Regions from separate parts of the Mus musculus genome. Here region 2 is linked to region 1. Evidence: chromatin contacts called from public HiChIP or PLAC-seq data. All regions are on one chromosome and are shown on one strand. Each heading gives the region's core, a stretch centred on a gene start, on an enhancer-like site or on the middle of the called end of the contact. The rest is flanking DNA. Distances are from core to core; before and after follow the strand shown.

The links. HiChIP or PLAC-seq counts read pairs in DNA pulled down with a chosen protein or histone mark.
Region 2: a contact with region 1 is called in an H3K27ac HiChIP or PLAC-seq map of bone marrow-derived dendritic cells, with 3 times the contacts expected there. The contact joins two enhancer-like sites. A contact is called at or near these places in 2 of 15 datasets of contacts at CTCF or cohesin (CD8 T cells and pro-B cells), 31 of 484 Hi-C or Micro-C datasets (the BV-2 cell line, CD4 T cells, CD8 T cells and 24 more), 7 of 115 datasets of contacts at active chromatin or transcription factors (the 230-238 cell line, CD4 T cells, CD8 T cells and 4 more) and 1 of 9 other capture datasets (bone marrow-derived macrophages).

The regions. Positions count from the first base shown.
Region 1 is chr16:24,132,135-24,138,904 of GRCm38.p6, reverse strand. No RefSeq gene overlaps it. Among named protein-coding and RNA genes, the nearest start is that of Gm32126, 24 kb to the left of the region's middle. Within about 2 kb of position 2,799, at least 77 of the 459 cell types and tissues checked have an H3K27ac peak or open chromatin away from gene starts, as enhancers often do. A contact at or near this core is called in bone marrow-derived dendritic cells, where this site is marked.
Region 2 is chr16:23,995,651-24,002,420 of GRCm38.p6, reverse strand. It overlaps Gm31527 (a long non-coding RNA gene), which reads right to left. Exons shown (of 2, transcript XR_384770.3): 2 at 2,985-3,107. Among named protein-coding and RNA genes, the nearest start is that of Bcl6, 10 kb to the right of the region's middle. Within about 2 kb of position 2,705, at least 17 of the 459 cell types and tissues checked have an H3K27ac peak or open chromatin away from gene starts, as enhancers often do. A contact at or near this core is called in bone marrow-derived dendritic cells, where this site is marked.

The sequences.
Region 1 (6,770 bases), core at 1,550-4,049:
TCACATCCACAGACAATTTCACTCCACTGAGATGTCTCTTTTAGCACAAAGCACCACTGAGTGTGGCCACTAATTTATTTAACATGCATTTTCCTGAGGGTTGACTATAAGCAAATGAGGACATAAAAAAAAGTATAGGTTATCAACCCCCCAGAATCTTTTTCTTTTACTTTTCTTTTTTATTTTCTTTCTTTCTTTCTTTCTTTCTTTCTTTCTTTCTTTCTTTCTTTCTTTCTTTCTTTCTATCTTTCTATCTATCTATTTTAAACTCCAGATTTTATTCCCCTCCCCGTCCACTCTCCAACTGATCTATATCCCATACCTCCTCCCCACCCCCTGTATCCACAAGGATGTCCCCAGCCGCCACGCCCATCCCACCAGACCTCTAAACTCCCTGGGGCCTCCAATCTCTTGAGAGTTAGGTGCATCATCTCTGAATGAACCCAGACCCAGCAGTCCTCATATCAGCTGCGAGACCTCATATCAGCTGGCGTATGCTGCCTGGTTGGTGTTCCAGTATCTGAGAGATCTTGGAGGTCCAGATTAATTGATACTGCTGGTCCTCCTACAGGGTCACTTTCATCCTCAGCTTCTTCCAGTTTTCCCCTAATTCAACCACAGGGGTCAGCAGCTACTGTCCATTAGTTGGACAGCTGAAAGGGAGGCCCCAAGACCTGACATTATTATGGAGGCTATGGAACACTCACAAAAAGGGACCTACCATGACTACCCTCCGAAAGACCCAACAAGCAGCTGAAAGAACCCCCCAGAATCATAAAGCACATGGAGTGACGGACATATGAAAAAATTATAGTAAAGTGTGATGTTACAGAAGTACAAACTATTGCCGTGAGAGACTGAGGCAGGCTACACAGTTCTGGCTGGCTGGAAAAACAAGGGGGCAACCCCTTGAGAGTCATGAAGTGGCACCGAGGTCTTGAATACAACTGAGCTGGCAATGACAAGGTAGAAGCACTTGCCAGGAAAAGGTAGAGACATGTGCAAATCCTTCCTGCTCCCAAATTGTGGAAGAAAATGGCATGTTGGTTTAAGAGCACGCCAAGTGACAGCCTGAGGTGGCAGGGACAGAGATGAAATTAGCTCAGAATGTCAGGAGGGGTGTGTGCCCTGCCAGAGCATCTCACCTCAGTCTTGCAGGCAGTGCATCTGAAGAGGAATTACAAGGCAAGAGCGAGCCTTGATTATGTTTACTCTCTAAAGGGCTACATAAAGGAATGTACAGACTAGATGCTGCAGCTAGAGGAGATGAGGGCTTGAGCCAGGGCACCATGGGTGGAGGAAGGGACAGCATGGCTGAAATATTAACTTCCAGAGTTAAACTCCCAGCAGGTGATCGGCATGTGGCAATCCAGTCTTGAAAGAGTGCTTCTGAACTTCCTCACTGGAGTCCATGCAAAGCCCCTAATCAAGGCCAGACAGGAATTACCAAGACCAGATTCAGCAACAGGGAGGAAGGAATAGAAAAGAGAACTGCCCTTTGAGCAGGCTTTAAGATGCCAGCAGGAAGCACTGTCCTGGAGCTGTAGTTGGTGTTTGGGAAGGCGGTGGTACTGTATGGGAGGGAACTAGGAGCCAGAGGCAGAGATTTGGGACACACCAGGCTTCGAAGCGTATTTAGGAAGGAGATACAGACAGAAACTCAAAGTGGATTTTTGAAGAATCTCATAGGGATGTGCTCACATCAGGAGATGGGCAGTGGGGGTCCAGGAGAGATTTTTTTAAAGTGCTATGAGTTTGAGGTGGTTGGGTGCTTGCATAGCAAGAATAAGTCCCTGGATTTGGTCCCCAGATCACTGAAAAGAATTGATGAAGCAGTTAATTTTCTTTTAAAATGAAAATACTACTGCGGATCTGAGAATGAGGAAGACTGCAAAAAGGTAGTTTGATTTGGCAACGAGGAGGTCCCCAGAGACCATAGAGGAGTCACAGAAAGGGCTGCACTGGTGTATGGAGTATGTGCAGGGTATCCTGAGCCCAGTGAAGCAGAGTAGAAGCCAAGGGAGACCACTCCTGGCTACGACCAGTCCTGGCTAACTTTAAATTCTTTACCAGTCTAAGATTTTTTTTTTCAAATAGTTTTCTGAAATTGTTAACCCAGGGACAATTTATGGAGAACACACTTCTGCTTTGGCAGGGGACAGAGCAATGAATCACTGTCTCTGTCTTCCGGGCTTTTTTTTTTTTTTTTTTTTTTTTTTTTTTGGTCTAATGTCAGGGAGTGACACAGCAAATTAAACCAACAAGTGTGAAAGTGCTTAGCAGGGCACTCAACATTTAGGTGAGAAACTATTTTCATTTTCAAATTGCTATACATTAGAACCGAGAGGGAAAGGGTAAGAGGGTGCCTAGGGAGCTAGGAATTGCTCAGTTTAGCTAGGGGCTTCTTTTTGTTGCTGTGCTTTAGGTAAGGTCTCACTCCATAGACCAGCCTGGTCCTTAGCTAACAGCCATCCTCTCACCTTGGTCTTCCAAAGATAAGAACTGCCAGCATGTGCCACCTCACTGGGCTAGGGAAAGGCTTCTAAGAAGAGCTTAATTGGAACATGAAGTACTGGTGGGGTCTGAATATGCAGAAGCAAGGGTTATCGAGGCTAGGGACAGTTTTAGATGGCCGGAACCTGTACACTTAAACAGCTGAGTTTGAAAGCAAGAAGAATTGTTAGTAAGGGCCAAAAACAATTTAGTGGCTGTCTCATAGGAATAGAGCTCTAGAACCATGAGTCCTAAGGCAACAACCAGAAGCAACAGGCTCTCCTAAGAACAGGGGCCAGAGGACTTTGAGAGCCTTCCCCACCCCCATTCTGACTCATTGTGGGACTGAGTTAGGTTTTAGTACTTCATTTCCCTTGGTCAAACCAAGGCCATTTGAATGCACCTGCCTGCCATCTGTCACCTTTGCCTGGCCCAGTGAAGGTGGCCATTGTGAGGGGCAGGGAGCACTTGCTAATTATACTTCTGTGGCCAAGGCGCCACGTGAAGGCTTTTGGCGGTCTCACTCAAATGAAGTGGGGGCCGGCTGACTGCTCCGCCACATGTGGAGGCCAGCTTGGCTAGTCCTCCCAGTGAACCTCTAGTTTTGTTTTGAGGTTGCAAATTACAGATGTTGGTGGCTATTCTAAAAAAAAAAAAAAAAAAAAAAAAAGGTGGAAGGGGTGCGCTGAAGAGGAGGAGGGGTGGTGAAGTGGAGTTCCACCTGAAAAAGGGCACACACGACTTGACCCCAGCCTACTGTCCCCACTGTCCTTCATTTTGTCCACCTTAATTCCTCCCTCTTCATCCAAGTAGTTGGACTTGATATACCTAGCAAGTGGTAGGTTTCTACAAGGGAATAAAATGGTAGCAAGCATCACTATGAAGTTATGTGACTAAGGACTCCTGCTTCACCAAACAGTGAGCCACCTTGTTTATCTGCGAGGGCACAGGAGTTTGGCTATGTCAACAGTGACCAATAAACCATAGATCCCCGAGATATGTTATAACATCATTGTTCCTAAGAACTACAACACAGCAGGCACAATATTATAAAAAGAAGTAGAGTTTTCACCTATTGAATTTTCTTGGTCTCCAGAACAGATGGTGGTGGTGGTGGTAGTGATAATGGTGAGATGATGATGATCATAGAGATGATGGTTAGGTGTCACAAGTCATTCTGTATACTACAAAGTACTAAGAAACTTATAAATTCATTTTCTCCCAAAACATGTCTGAGATCCAAGTCAACATTTGAGTATTTGCCAAAAGGTAACTAACACATCTAGTGAAGTGAGCCAAGTACAGATTCATTAGTTAGAACTGAGCATAGTGTGAGTTCCGAGTTTTGCATTGTGGTCTCGCCCTTACCAGCTGGGTGACCTCGGACAAACCATTTCACTCCTCGGAGCTTTAGTGTCTTCATATGTAAAACTGTGTTAATAATAACCATCTCAGAAGGTTATTGTAGGGGTTTGATGATTTCATGTAAATAAAAAGGGACACTGTAAACTCTAAAGCATTATGCAAATATTAATTACTATCTATACAAGAATGGGCTGTCTGCAAGAGTGAATGCCAGTGCTGAGAGGCAATGTGTGCTGTGCCTGAAAGAGCATTTAATTTTGAATCAGAACACAGGGCTTCTATTTTGGTCTTGCATGTCAGGTGGCAGAGGAGAGTGACTTTCAACAGGCAACACACAACCAGCAGTGCACTTGCCTGTACAAAACAACTGCCACCATCCACCTGTCACCTTGTCACCTGTGATAGGCTAAATGATGGCCTCGGAGTTGCTCAGGACCTAACCTCCAGGGCTGTGAATGCCTGCTATCTCCCTGTTCAGATAAGATTAAATCGAGAGTTGAGAGGTGGAAACTCATCCTAGATCATCTTGAAGGGACCACATAAGCACCTGGATGTTTATACGGTGGGGCGAAGGAAGAGTCGGGGTTGATGACAATGCAGAGAGCTTTGAGTGATGGACTTTAAAGACTGAGAAAGAGGTTCAAAACAAAGAGAAGCTGAAGAGACAAGGAAAAGAATCCCACATCTAGCCTCTGGAAGAAGTCCTTCCTGTCCTTCCTGGTAATGATTTGACTTAAGCCCAGACAATATGACTAAGACTTCAGCAGCTTCCAGAACCTTAAGAACATAATTTGTGTTCTTTTTAAACCACACACATTGGGTACTTCCTCGTAGCAGTAATCAGAAACTCACACAGCAGCCCCTTCTTACGGCCCTCAGTTTCAAACCCCCTGGCTCTGGTTTCCTTCTTCCTGACCCACATCCAACTAAACAGACTGAAGGGGCTAGGCACTCTACTCTCCACTTGCTCAGTCCTTTGGCAGGCTAGTATGGAGCTGATCTTGCTGGCTCTATGGGGCTCCCACATTGCTGGGATTATTAACTGAATGGATTCTTTTGTTTAGCACCTCCAGTTGCTAGAGTTCTTTGTAGTGTATTCAGGCTGAGGAAATGAGATGTTATGGCTTTGGTTGAGTTTTTGAAACTCCTGGGCTCTTTATTTTCTCATCTGTCATTTGGAGATGAACTGCTGTTTCTATGCCTACTTCACGGGGCAAAGCCTTAGTAAAAATGACAGCAAGGAAAGTTATGTGACCTTTGCGATTCTGCTTGAGTGTGAGCCAATGCTATCATCATTTTCATTGTTACCTTCATTTTAAAGTGCTTATTTTCAAGTATGTGTGCTTGTGTGTGTGTGTGTGTGTGTGTGTGTGTGTGTGTGTGTGTGTGTGTGTACGTAGGTGTCCTTGGAAGCAAAGGGCTTCAGATCTTCTGGATCTGGAGTTGTAGTTGGTTGTGAGTTACTCAACGTGAGAAATGGGAGCCAAACTTAGGTCCATTGTAAGAGCAACACAAGCTCTTAATCACTGGAGCTATTCCTCCAGCCCCACGCTCGCGCTTACGCACTCCAGCCCTGCTTGTGCACAAAGAGTCTTCAAGCTTCAACTCTTCCAACCCACATGCTGTGACAATTAGCAAACGGTCTGATGGTAAACAAGTGAAAATATTTTCTAAGGATACTTTGCAGGTGAACATTGGATTTTAGACACCTGGATTGTCCTTGAACTTGAACATTAATAAAATAGACAGCCTCAAATATACAAAGCTTATGCCATCAGTAACAAAGCAGTTGCACTTTTAATGCTGCCCATTTGAAAGCAGTAAAGTAGGGCAGTTTTCACTCATGGAACAAAAATCCAGAAATGACATGCTGATGAGCAACAAGTTTATTTGAAAAAAAAAAAAGCCTGAAAATTATCTTTTGGCCACAAGATTGCCAAGAGTGGAGAACTGTCCACACAGGCCTGCTCTTGCTTTATATATCTCATCCCCGAAAGTGGATACTTCACCAGTTTGAAATTCTTTCCTATACATTTAAACCAGAATTTACCTAAAACTCAACTCCTACCCTTAGAACAGCCCGCGCATTTTGACTACCTTGTACATTTGATCAAAGGAGTAGAGAAGGGGCTGCTAGTGGAGGGGCTCAGGGGGATTGGCAGCATAACATTTACCGATCACTTAGTTAAACATTCTTTAAGTCAACAATGGAGACAGTGGCTAGAAGGCTGGCCCAGCTGTTGGTAGTCCTTATTGCTCTTGCCAAGGACCTGAATTTGGTTCCTGGTAACCATGTCAGGTGGGTCACTACTTTATACTTACCTACTTCCTTAATTCTTTCTCTAAGAAGCCCCTCCTTTAGCTATTAATCATTGTTGTAGAGATGGGAAGCTGGTGTCAGAGACATTAGGTGTCCTGAAGGCCACCATGTGCCTTACCTGACTTTGTAGAAAACTTGTGGTTGATTTTTCTCCGCTAATGAAGGAAAATAAAAGGATGTTATTTGTCTTAGTGTCCTCTGGGTTCTAAAATTAAGCTATTAAACAATCAGTCTTGACTCTGCTCTTGGAAACTATCCCCAATGTTCTCAATGTTCTTACAAACCTAGGAAAACCCACCGGAAGAGTGGGGCCATCTTTACTTACCCACGTTTGGCACATTTGGGCTGCCTTCCCCAGTGAGGCTCCTGGCTTTCCTCAGAAGTGAGATCTGACCTGTGACTCCTTGCCTGGGTTTCTTTTATGGTGACCAACATTAGCTGAGACTCGTGAGGAGAACCTTTGCTAATACTTTCCCCAGCCTAATGCAAGAAGGGACAGAAAGTTTGCCTCTGAATCAAGATACTGGAGGTCAGGACCTTGCTTAGCTGTTCCGCACTGTGATACGTGAGCCAGAACGGGCCTAGATGATGC
Region 2 (6,770 bases), core at 1,456-3,955, 140 kb after region 1:
GGCATGAGGAGCAAGCCAGTAAGCAGCCCTCTGCTTCAGTCCCTGCCTCCAGGTTCCTGCCTTGACTTCCTCTGATAGTGTAAGCCTCAAGTCAAATCAAACCTTTCCCTCCCAGGTTGCCTTTGGTCTTGAGGCTTTATCACAGAAACAGTATGCAAAGTTTGTCTTAAGATAAAAGTCAGATCTGTCTACCATCTTGCTAACAACCTTTCACGAAATCTTGGGCATTTGGAATAACCTATAAAGTCCTAACTGTGACCTATGAAGAGCTATATATGAATAATCTCCCTCCTGATCCTCTGCCTAGCTCTCCTCTGCCATGCCAGCCCCTTCCAACCGTTGGAACCAACCATGAACTTACTCTGTAACGTTTCACTCTTGTTTTCTTGGCCTGAACATGTTCCCTCCCACTTTTGGCCTGGCCCAAGGGAGCCTTCTCTTTATAATTTCATATAAAAGTGTACTTAACAGATATCCCTGTTGACCATTGTTGAGAAAGTACTTCCAAGTGGGTGACCAAACTCTTTGTGTTCTGACCTCCTCATATCTTACAACTTGGACAGTCCCAGTCTCCCAGTTACAGTGCTGATAAGGGCATACCTTGTACAGGAGTTCCTTTGCTTTGATCTACTTAGATATGGATTCATCTGGGGCAGGAATCAGGCACCTACAACTATGGTTGGGTGAAAGGTTTCAGGAATGGGATGATAGGATGGGGAAATAGTGAACCATTGTGGGAGATGACTGTCCTTGCACAATGTGGAGATTGTCTAGGATCCTAATTTTTGTGGTGGTTCACCCATTTTCAGTTTTTAGACCACATACAACAATATTCTTCCCTCTTTATTTCTAGGAATCTAAAAATAAATAGTCTATTGATCCTGGGCTTGGTGATGACCAAAGTGGCAGGGGCAGGCAGGCAGGCTTCAAATGATATCCTCATGCCTGCCACCTTTATCCCTTTGCAGGTGTGTGGCCCATTCATTCCTGTGGAATACCCTGATTCTTCTGTTCCAGTTTGTACTTACTGGAGACTATACAAAGCATGGGGTGGGCCTGACCTAGTAGCACAGAACTTTAATCTCAGAACTTGAGATGTAGAGGAAGGAAGGTCAGATCTTCGAGGCCAATCTAGGCTATATGATGAGTTTAGAGTCAACCTTTGAGAGAGAGGACTAGAGGAAGGAGGAGACAGCCTGTTGCAGGAAATGTTAAAAAAAGAACTGCCAAGTTCCCTAGATCCAGAGGGAAGGCTTTAAAATTTATATTTTATTTATTTAGTTTTGTGCTGTATATGCACATGTGCATTTGGCTGTGTGTGCATTCGTATATACATGCAGGGGAAAGCTAGAGATTGATCATTGAGTATCGTCCTTGATCTTCCTTAACTGTTCTCTTCCATGTCTTTTGGGGCAGCATCTTTCACTGAACCCAGAGTACATCAATTCATCTAGGCTTGATGGCCATTGAGCTCAGGACCTGTCTTCACCCATGCATCCAGTATTCCACAGGGCCCGGCTTTTATATGGGTACTGAGTCTCTGATTTGGGTCTTGATGTTTGTGTCTCTAACAGAGCCATCTCTCTGGCCACCAAGATGGGCTTTTAAACATTGTATGAGTGTTTATTGGGGGAGGTACATGTGCATCTACGTGGGAGTGTGCGTTGCATGCACATGGAAACCAGAAGCCGACAGTCAGGTGTCCTCTTTGAATGCTCTTCACCTTGTGTTTGAAGACAGGATCTCTCACTGAACCCAGTGCTCACCAATTGGCCAGGCTGAGGATGGACCTGACTCCTCCTGCCTTCCTTCTCTGTCCCCACATGCACACTAGGTTATTGAGTCACACCACCCTTGCCATGGTTTTCACATGGCTGTTGGCTATCCCAACTCAGGTCTTCACACTCAAGCATCGGGCACTTCATCTTTAGCCATCTCGGTAACCTCACAAAATGTGCTGTTGCCTCTCTCCCCTCAACACCTATGCTTTGATTCTTATGGAGTGCCTCTTTTATTTACTGTAATGTCCTGGGGGTGGCTCTGTATTTGCTGTAGAAAGAAAAAGGATAGATTAAAACTCCACCATGAGATGGAGTTAGACCAGGATTTTTTTTTCCTGTCATTTAGGGTTTTCTGGTAGATAATTATCCTGCCTCATTATTTTGATAACTCACTCATCACTTCAATTGCTTTAAAATGCTGTAAGCAGCTGCCTTGCCGATCTTAGAACACAGGCCCAATCAATTGGAATTTTACTGTACATTTTTCTAAGAGTAAAGTTAGCTCAGAATAATTGCTTTTTTTCCTGTTTGGGTGTAGGAAAGGTGTAGGGAGGAGCTAAAGTAAAAGAGAGAGGAAGAAAGGGGAAGAATGTACCAGAAACAAGGATCTAACACTGGATTTCAGTTCCCACTACAGGAAAATGGTTCATTTCCAATTCTGCATTTCAAGAACAAAAAGACTTTCTGATGATCTTTTCAGATTTTTTCTTTGGATCAGTGTTTATCTTTAGCTGAAATGTATATCTTCCAGTACTTAAAGGCTTAAATCATTTGAGGAAGTGAAATCATCATATTTGAGGATGGTTGCAAAGTCAAGACTGGGCACTTGAAACGCAGATTTTCTAGATACAATATGAGTCTCCGGAGGTGTTACCAAATAACGGAATGCCTTCCCCTGACTTTGGTGCTTTCCAGTCTGGCTAGTCATTCACCAACCACTCTAAATGATGATGTTTGGATCGCCTTCCCCTCTGGTGCCCTTAATTCTCCTGACATGCTATTAAGTTCTCCCTTCATTGAAATGACAACCTTAGAGAACAAGAAACTGAGATCCCGAGAACTTAGTCAACTGTGGAGCTTCTAACTGTCATGTGGTGTCCTCAGACTTCACACTGAATTCTCTTTCGGTTCTTCCTTCTTCAACTTAGTCAACGTCTTTTAAGTGAGCATTGGCTGTCAAACATACCACTGAGAAAACAGAACTGAACCACCTCTGATCTTGAGTTTATTCTTCAAGACAGAGATCAAGGCATAGAGGCTGGAGTGCAGAGTGGAGGGAACTGCATGGCTCTCTAGGGAATCCTCAGGAGTCTGGTGTGGACAATTCTGTGTATGAGATTGGAAAGAAGTTAGCCCGAATGGCGGAATTCTTTAAGCATCTTGTCCTTGATTCTTAATTCACCTTCCTAAATTACAGCCTCTACCAATCTTTTTCTGTCCATTTTGCTTTGAGTCTCTTGCTGAGATTTTTGTCCGCAGAACTTACAGCATAGCAAGGTTAATCTCAACAATTTGATGCTTAAACATTGAAAGCTGCTGGACTTTTGATTAATTGTTAAATCTCGTCTAGGCAATATGTATGTGCCATCATATCTGTGCAGTTTCAATCCTGAATACCACTCTCCCCAATGGTCCCAAATTTTCAAGGCTGGCCTCCACCCCAGAAGTATTAGGAGGAAGTGAGACATTCTAAGAGATAGATGTACTAGGGGCCTCCTAGTTTATCAGCGGCATGACCTCTGTCTTTAAGTTTTGCATACTTGCAATGAATGGACCACATTCTTCCATCATTATAAACTGCCTTGCCATGGGGCCCAAACAGGAGCGCCAATGACCTAGACTGAGACTTCTAAAATCTGACCAGAATAAACATTTTCTACTGAAGGGTTAGTGCATTGGTATTTGTTATAGGAGTGGAAAGTTGACTACTCTAATATCCAATTTGTTTTTGCCTGGCCACAGAAAACAAATAGTTATAGCTCCTGGCTGATGGGTCCAAGCTGAGGCAGGCTGGATCTTGATGGCTGGAATGCTGTAGAAACCCGTCTTGTTGCACAGTTTACGACCCAAAGTTCTGGAATGCCCATAGAGCTATGACGATCTTGACCTTAGGTGAATTGACATTGTGATGCTCAGATTCTCTGGTAACTAATGTTGGATTCTAGAGTTCGGGTTGTGGGTATTCCTTTAAGTTGTGGGCATTAGAACCACATGATACTGGGTGATCTTTGTTTATGGTAGAACCTAGCACATGCACGGATATGCTGAACACGAAGCTCAGAATAATAGGCTTTCCAAGAAGGCTAAAAGTGCAAGTGAGAGCTAAGTTGTGTTGCTATGGCTTGAAAACTCATGATGATGATAGAGAGAGCTGAGGCTGTGAGCTCTCACATGGGCTCTTTAGGGCTCCCTCCACATGGGGAGTTATACGTTCCTGGATGGTACATGGAGGTGACTGGGCTATACTCAGTTTTCACAATAAATACTAGATCAAACACTTCAGAGGGCTGACGTCATGAGTGAGCTGGTGCCTCCCTCCAATCTGAGAGCAGGTTTCAGAGAGCAGCTTCTGGGAAGTCATGGTGTTTTACTGGGCTCCCAACCAGGACATGTGGGGCAAGTTTTAGCACAGGCACTGTCGTTTGTGTAACCTAAAGCATGTCTCAGCACCTTTCCGGATCTTTACGTCTTCAGTTGATGGTGAACGCCTGTGGTCAGGAGCCCATGTTTCATTCATTCAGCATAGTGCCTACCTCACAAAAGGTTAATAAAATATACAAGTTTGAGCAAGGAAGTACATGTGTAAATAGAAGGAATGAAAAGTGAGAAATCATGTTTGTAGTTTAAGAGAGGGTAGTCTTAGTAAAACCATGATCCTTGCTTTCACCTACTAGATACTGACCTCTAACCTCCCCCCCCCCCACTTCTTTGAAAGCCAGTGATTCTGATAATGACATCATCTCCAAAGTTCTTAACAGTTCTGTGGTTTTTCTGATTGAAAGCTGAAACATAAACATCGAAATAGTTTATAGTTTTTCAGCATTTTCTAGCCAAACATTTATCAAGAATCAAAATAAATGACCTGCTGTCCTAAGAGCGTCTTGAAGATTTAGCTACCAGGATAGCAAATGGGTGACTTCATAGCACAGCACCCAGGAAGCCCTTTGACATTTGCAAATGTCGTGAAACACTAACAGACAAGATACCCACACCACCAAGGGGGTGGGAAATAGATCAGAGATGTGCAGATCTGCTTTATTTATTTGCTGTCAGTGCCCATAGAGAGGGAGGCAGCTTGTTGCTGGGGAGGCTGGTATTTTCAGAATGAAGGAAACTCTCTCTCCAGTACTGTACAGCAGGCAGTTCTCACTTCTGTTGTGAGCCTCCCAGATGTGAGTGACTGGCACTGTAAGTGAAATATTTGAAACTGTGAGTTAAGCATCTCATTGTCTGCAGAGAAAAGGCATGGCTTGGGGCTTTCCATGTGTGTGTCAGTGAGATATAGGTGGTGGACATTAGACATTTTCAAAGACAAAGAATAGAGGGAAAAATTTATAATCCTACTACCCTAAAGCAACTGCTATACATATTTGGTTAGTTGTGTACTCTTATTTATATTTAGTCTATTTTCTAAAAAAATATTTTAAAATATAGTTGTAAGTGTATTATATGGACTTACAAGAGGTATATATGGATGTGTGTATCCAGCTTCATTACTTTACATATTACCATCTGCTTGTTTGTTTGTTTGTTTGTTTTGAGACAAAACACATAACCCTGGCTGGTCTGGAGGTTACTACATGGATTAGGTTGTCTGGATTCAACAGGCACCTCTGCTTCCTGAATTTTGAGATTAAAGGCATGGGTCATCACACCCAGCCCCGTGTATAGATTTCAACTTCAATCTTTCAAACTTAGTATTTTGTAATTTACTGAACTGTTCCCCTACCTAATGCTCTCTCTAATAATTCAGCCATGACCAAACATGTAGACCGTTTGAAGTTTCCATATCTGATGCAATGCTAACATTAATGTTCACATGCTCACATTCAAAGGTCGGCTTTCCTACCAATTCCATTATATCTAGAGCATCGATTCCTAGAAGTGGAGCACTGGGTCAAAGGGCATGACTGTGCTCTTGATTGTTTGACACGTTGAAAGCTACTGGTAGCTTTCTGGAAAGGTCATGTAAGTCACAGTAGGACTCAGCCTTCCATCATTTCTCCAAGAACTATTTGAATGTTATATATACGATAAGTGTAAGTGTTGGTTCAAAGACTTATCGATAGCTGACGTAAAGGCTGTAGAATTGGGAAGAGTTAAAGGGGAAAGGGAAAAGGACACATAATCTGAATAAGCTTTAGAACTAGAAGCCACTGGTTGCTGGCAACAGTCAGAAATTAATGGGATATTTTAAGTCACTATGCATATCAATGTTCTAGCAACTGCCAGCGTACTGAAGTAGATACTGCGGCTAAATAACTGACACAGTGTAGCTCAGATGGGACACAGCCATAGGAACTTGCTAAGTTTGCTGTAAACTATTTTCTTGTCTGGATTTCCCCCACATATAGAACCTGTGAAGAAAAAGATGAGACTAGAATAGGAAAAATACATTCAAAAATATCATATAGCTGTATAAAATAGCCTTATATAGTTCAGTTTAATCAAATAGAGTTTAAGCTAGAGGCTCTCTCATTTAGACTTATGTGGTTGTATGAAGTTAATGAAGCTCCCGGCTGGGGTTTCAGTCCAATGCTCTTTACACACCTAGAGTTGCAATTCTGTTGACCCACAGTTCCACTGGAGTTATTAAGTAAAAGCAAACACTCAGGGAAGATGGTGAGCACTCCCACGTCAACAACAAAGCCCTAGGTTCTGTGGGTCTCACATAGATTGATAGGTTAGCTGAGAGTTCTGTTTCCATGGAGGGTTTCCATGGAGAAATGCTAAGCATGTGGATTGGGTCACCTGCCTTGGTGTCTCCCG